Linked DNA regions of Sus scrofa: region 2 is linked to region 1. The links are chromatin contacts, called in public Hi-C maps. All regions are on one chromosome and are shown on one strand. Each heading gives the region's core, a stretch centred on a gene start, on an enhancer-like site or on the middle of the called end of the contact. The rest is flanking DNA. Distances are from core to core; before and after follow the strand shown. Region 1 holds the start of FAM46A (protein FAM46A). Region 2 has its middle 200 kb from the start of FAM46A.

Region 1 (2,942 bases), core at 319-2,818:
GTGGCAAATGGAAGTCCCCCTGTCAGCCGTGAAATCTGGAGTTGCAGCTGCGGCCTATGCCACAGCCACCTGGCAACACCTTAACCCACTGAGCAAGGACAGGAATAGAACCCACATCCTAAAAGAGACCACGGTATGTCCTTAACCCACTGGGCCACAATGGGAACTCCTATCTATGATTTTTCTTAATGCCTAGGTAGAATGGATGCACTCACGCTTGGAAGACTGGATGCAGGAGTGTGCTTCGGAATAAGCGATGGGCTCACGAAAACTATATGGTCGTCCTAGCGAACCTTTCTCAGTCCCCCGCCCAGGGACAAGTGCTTAGGGATGATGGCCTCCCTCTGAGGTCCAGCGGGTGCCTACGCTTAGGCGCGCAGCTCCGCAGGGCACCAGCAGGGGGCGGCGTTGCCCCGCAGCTGGCTGCTCCGCGGGTGACTGTTCTCCCCCTCCCCGACCCGCGCCTCCCCGCCTCCTGCTGGGAGCGGGGCCCTAGTGACGAGGCCCGGGCTCCCCAGCCCGGAGAGGGAGGGCTATGCTTCCTTGCAGGCCGGGCGGCTGGGGTCGAGCGGGGCCATGGGCGGGAGTATCCAGCCCGCCTCTGTCCCCGCCGTGGCCTCAAGACGAAGGAAAGTGGCTCTCAGTTTGGAAAAGGGTAGCGAGCGGCCAGAATTGACGGCAGGAAGAAAGGGGGCGCTTTCTAGCAAACGCGGGCCTCGAGCGCTAGTGCCCGCGGAGGTAAGGCCACACTCCTTTCAAGCCGCGGAGGCGCCGGGAGTTGTGGGTGTGGAGGAGGGACGGTCGCAGACTTTAAACTCGTGCTTTCGCGGGTCGTGGAAAACTCGCTCACTTCACCCTGACATGTGCATTCACTTGAACAACGCAAACCTTAGTTGCCGGCGAGGAACGCGCTTCACCTCCTCAGCTTCTGGATGGAAGAACGCTCAGCCGAGCTTCCGGCCCCGCGACCTAGCGGCCGCCCACCCCTTGCGCCCCGCGTTTCCAGGCCAGCGTGCCCGCCCGGCCGTCCGCTCGGGGACGCGCGTTGGCCCGAGCCGCGCTCCCGGCCGCCGCGAGCCTCGGGTGCGCTGGGCTTGGACGCACGCTCGGCTCCGCCCCCGCGCTCCTCTGGCTCACCCCAGCCCGGCGCGCCGCCTGAGGTTTGAAGAAACGAAACTCGGGGAGCCTGCCCTGCCCGTTGCGCGCAGACACTGATTGGCACGGGGAAGTGGACCCCTTAGTTCACACTGAGGCCGAGTTTATTAATGCCATAACCGCTCTAGTGCTACCCCACACACTGTTTAAAAGGGAGGTCAAGAAGACCCTCTGGAGCCCCCGTCACTAAGCTTTGATGACGAGCCGCATCCGGCGAGAATTTTGAGAAGTTTCAGCAGTTACGCGATTTTCGCCTTGATCCGGTTTTGAGGGCCAGTGAGGACTCTTGAAGTATCTGAAGTGTCTCCTCCTTGGGGAAAAGGAAGAGAGGCGTGGGTGGGTGGGCGTCCCTACATCAAATCTACCTACAGGAACTAAAGTGAACTCACGCACCGCCTCCAGCTTCGCGCCCTGGGGACCGGTCCTCAAGGAGCGCGGCTCTGCTGGGCTCCCGCCGCGGGCGCTGGGCGGGCGGGGGCGGCTCCCTATGCAGATGAGGAGGGTGTGGCGAGCATGCGGCGCCGGGCCCCGGAAGCGCCAAGCGGCCACGGTATAAAAAAAGTACTGGAGACCTTTCGCCCGCACAACTGCTAAAGCTCCAGAGACAGGAGCGTGTGCGGCGGCGGCAGCGACAGCAGGAGCCGCCACCTCTGGGACCACCGCGGCTGAGGCGCGGGCGGGGTCGAGGGGCGGGAGTGGCCGGCGCAGGCGGCAGGGGTCTGGAAAGGACTAAGTCGCTCGCCACTGCCGGGAGCGTCTTCGCGGCTCCTGGAAGTGTTGCCGCCTCGCAGTTCCTCCATCGCCGCGCTCCTAGAAGGGGCGGCCGCCTCCAGGTGACACAGACGGGACTCCCGCTTGCGCTTTCCAGATGCATCAGAGATACTTTTGGTGCGGGGCTGTTCTGCGGGGCGCGGCGCGCGCGGCTGGGGGCTGGGGGGCCTGGGGCGGGCGCGTCTCCGGGAGCTCCCGAGGCGGGAGGCGAAACGAGGAGGGGGCCGCTCCTTCCTCCGGGGGCCCGGCTCAGCCCCGCCGCCGCGCGTCCTCACCGCGCTCCCCCCACCCCCGTTTTCTTTTAGGACTGACCAGGGCCAAGTGGCATTCGGCGGGCATTTCATGGCGGAAGGCGAAGGGTACTTCGCCATGGCCGAGGACGAGCTGGCTGGCGGTCCCTACATCCCCCTTGGCGGCGACTTCAGCGGCGGCGACTTCGGCGGCGGTGGCGGCGGCTTCGGCGGCGGGCACTGCTTGGACTATTGCGAAAGCCCCACGGCGCACTGCAACGTGCTGAACTGGGAGCAAGTGCAGCGGCTGGACGGCATCCTGAGCGAGACCATCCCGATCCACGGGCGCGGCAACTTCCCCACGCTCGAGTTGCAGCCCAGCCTGATCGTGAAGGTGGTGCGGCGGCGTCTGACCGAGAAGCGCATTGGCGTCCGCGACGTGCGCCTCAACGGCTCGGCCGCCAGCCACGTCCTGCACCAGGACAGCGGCTTGGGCTACAAGGACCTGGACCTAATCTTCTGCGCCGACCTGCGTGGGGAAGAGGAGTTTCAGACTGTGAAGGACGTCGTGCTGGACTGCCTGTTGGACTTCTTACCCGAAGGGGTGAACAAGGAGAAGATCACACCACTCACGCTCAAGGTAAAGCTACCCGAGAGAGGCCGGGGGCCCGCGGCGGACCAGGCGCGGGCGTGAGGCGCTAGGCGTGGGGGGCGCACGTTTGCTGCCCCGTCTCGTGCAGGAGCTTTGGCTTATTTTGCATTTGAGTTTTTTTTAATGGGTAAACG
Region 2 (2,942 bases), core at 170-2,669, 200 kb after region 1:
TAATGTAACGAGTTGAAAGGGGAAATAAATATCTCAAGTCTTACTTGCCTTGGAAGAGATTGAACATCTTAGTGGATTTTCTAGGTGAGAAAAATCTCAAATATTTTGAAAAACTCCCCCATCACTAGTCTTTGAGTTGAAAAGAAAAAAAAATGTAAAAAGGAAATAGCTATTATATGCCCTGGTTCTTCTTCTGTTCAGTCTGTGACAGTTGGATCACACTTCTTTCACTCAGGGCAGCTCTCCCAACCTACTCAGGCAGAATTTTCACAGGCTTTTCTCTTATCTGAGTTTCTCTGTGAACCTCACCTCCATTTCTGTTACTTTATCTAATTTAGGAGATAAGCAAGGTCAAAAACAAACAAAAAGAGCTGCCAAAGAAATAATAGAGGCTTTTAATCTCCCTCCTGAATTGGAACATTCTTACCCACCAAAAGTAATGTAAATTAAAATACAATGAGTCATCCTTCTCTGTCATTTCCATGATTATCACACCTGTTGTCCACCTTTGCAAGAAAGGTTATTCACTGAGAATAATGGCTCACACTGCCCACCCCTCTTCAAGGACTCTCTAGCTGTCTGTACTCATAAATAGCATCTGTAAAATTAATTCTAACTGGCACTTTCTTCAGTCTAGGTCCTAGAAATCACTAGACCTGCCTGCCCTGCTTTTGAGCAAGGATCTTCTTACCTAACTTAAACTCTGAGCAATTCGGGCACATGATGCTGACCTCAAGTACCCTAGAAGGAGCCCTGAAATTCAATATGTGTAAAGCAAACCAAATTTGATTTGTTAGCAATAGAAAAGGCAACATCATGTAGCATCATTCATTCTTTATCAAGAGAAAGTTTGAATTTCTTCTATTATGGTTTAACAGTAGTTTGAAATTGTGATACATTTACATTTTATTTGAATACCATTAAAAAGCTATTGGTTAATACAGCAATAAATAACAGGTGAGACATAACCACTACAGTCTTTATTGTTTTAACTCACGGTCACATTTGACTTCACCCAAAGAGATAGGTGCTATGATCTTCATTTTTCAGAAGCAGAAACTGAGGTTTAGTAAGATGAAACAAGTTATTATAACAGGGTAGGTGCATACTCAGTAGCATGGGCAACCGTTAGCACATGACCGTTAGAGGCCCCACTCTGCCACAGTCTCAGGCAGTGGTCCTCATGGTAGAAAGAGTGTGGTGAGAAATGGATCTCCACCTTCTCCCTAAGGTCCTTCAGCCTTGGGCTGGTGGGTAGGCTAGAGGTCCCGCAGACACCCTGAGGCCTGTGTCCTAAAGAGCTCCAGAGTCCTTGCCACCAGGGCTGCCCTTTAGCCAGGCCCAGGCCCCATGTCCATGACCTGAGGGTGGGAGCAGTCTCCCTGAGTAGCTTTCTCTGGGACCCTGCCACTGTTTGGATGGCCTGAAGAGGCTGAGAGCTGACTAGTTCCTGGGCACTAGCAAGGGCAGTGATGACAGCTGGGCAGGGTCTGGGCACCTGGCCTGGAGGGTGCCGCCAACTGAGATCTGGGCCTGGACACTGGTGGGAGGACCTAGACTGGATGCCGGACAAACATTCCCAGGCAGGGTAACCAGCCTGTGAAGGGACCGCTTCCTCTTAGCCAGGACCTCTGGTCTTGCTTGGGACCTTGAACAAGTAAGATGAGGGATAATGATGCTGTTTTGCTTATGGGATTTGTTTGCTTTGTTTATGAGAAATGTAAAGTATTAAAAGCCAAGGATGCTTGGAGACAGAATTTAATGCCTGTCCCTCCCTTTCTTGTATATTACATCTTTAGATAAAAAGTTTCAGAACAGAGAATATCATTTGTTTTGATTGAGGTTTACAAGAACATCATGACCTGACCTACATGGACAGCTGCAAGAACAAAGGATCCAACACCAAAAAGTTTGCAACAACTAACCACACCCCTCCCTCACCTTTCCTATAAAAGGCTTTGCTAAAAGACTTCCAGGAGTTTGTTTTTTTTTTTTTAAGGCGTGAGCCACCTGTCTCCTTGCATGGCCCTGCGGAAAACTTTTCCCTGCTCCAAACTCTGATATTTCCCTATTGTTTGGCCTCACTGCACATTTCACATCAGGCACACGAATCGGTAATATTATTACCATGTATTGAATAAGAATTGGAGGAGTAATTGAATCAGAATTTTATCTTTTAAAGTCTGTGTTCTCCATTTTGCTGTACCACCTCAAGAAAGACCAATTATACTAATTCTGAATCTGCTTAACAGAACTTGTAATAATTTAATCAAAGCAGTCATATGGACTTGTACCTGAGATTAGATGTGTTAATTGAACAAATATTTACTAGGTGAGAGTTAAATTCAACAAATATCTACTGAGTGAGAGTTATGTATCAGGTGATTTCTTTTTTTCCTAAGTTCTTCAAATACCTTTTAATTTTAGTTGTATGGACACCCGTTTGGGAAGATAATACTCATTTCCCAAGTAGGAGTAAAAGACAATGATTTCATCTGTTGTCAACTGTGTAGAGCCTACTAGAAATCTTTAATTCATTCTGTTTCTTCTTTCAGGCTTAAGTTTGAATCTGAAGTATTTTACTTATCTTTGAAAAAAAAAAGTGACTTTTTAAAGACCAGAATTCCTAATTGTTACTGGAAGATATTTAAAACCATCATTGTTGAAATATTTCAAAACCTAACAAAACACTTAGATTCCAAAATAGTACTAAAATAAAACGGTGACCAGGCTTGAAAAATCCCCCAAGATAAAACCATTTAAGCCATGTTAACAAAACTAACTTATTTCATGGACATAAGTGAAACTTAGGTCATTTCTTGTAAATGTTTTCCTCTGATAATCACAAAGGAAACTTACATTTTCTTAAAATGATATAAGATAAATCACTTTTAACCAGTCTTCTACTATCTGGAAATCCCCATTGTAATAACCAGTGATTG

Evidence for each region. A called contact is a pair of places that touch in the nucleus more often than the background predicts.
Region 2: a Hi-C map of heart right ventricle shows a contact between it and region 1, with 4 times the contacts expected there. The contact joins the enhancer-like site here to the promoter of FAM46A in region 1. A contact is called at or near these places in 1 of 5 promoter capture datasets (liver) and 5 of 47 Hi-C or Micro-C datasets (embryonic fibroblasts, fetal heart ventricle, fibroblasts and 2 more).

What each region holds. Positions count from the first base shown.
Region 1 is chr1:84,543,465-84,546,406 of Sscrofa11.1, forward strand. FAM46A (protein FAM46A) reads left to right here and starts at 1,569. Exons shown (of 3, transcript XM_013992805.2): 1 at 1,569-1,988; 2 at 2,232-2,796. The coding sequence starts at 2,269.
Region 2 is chr1:84,743,737-84,746,678 of Sscrofa11.1, forward strand. No RefSeq gene overlaps it. Among named protein-coding and RNA genes, the nearest start is that of FAM46A, 200 kb to the left of the region's middle. Within about 2 kb of position 1,420, at least 3 of the 83 cell types and tissues checked have an H3K27ac peak or open chromatin away from gene starts, as enhancers often do.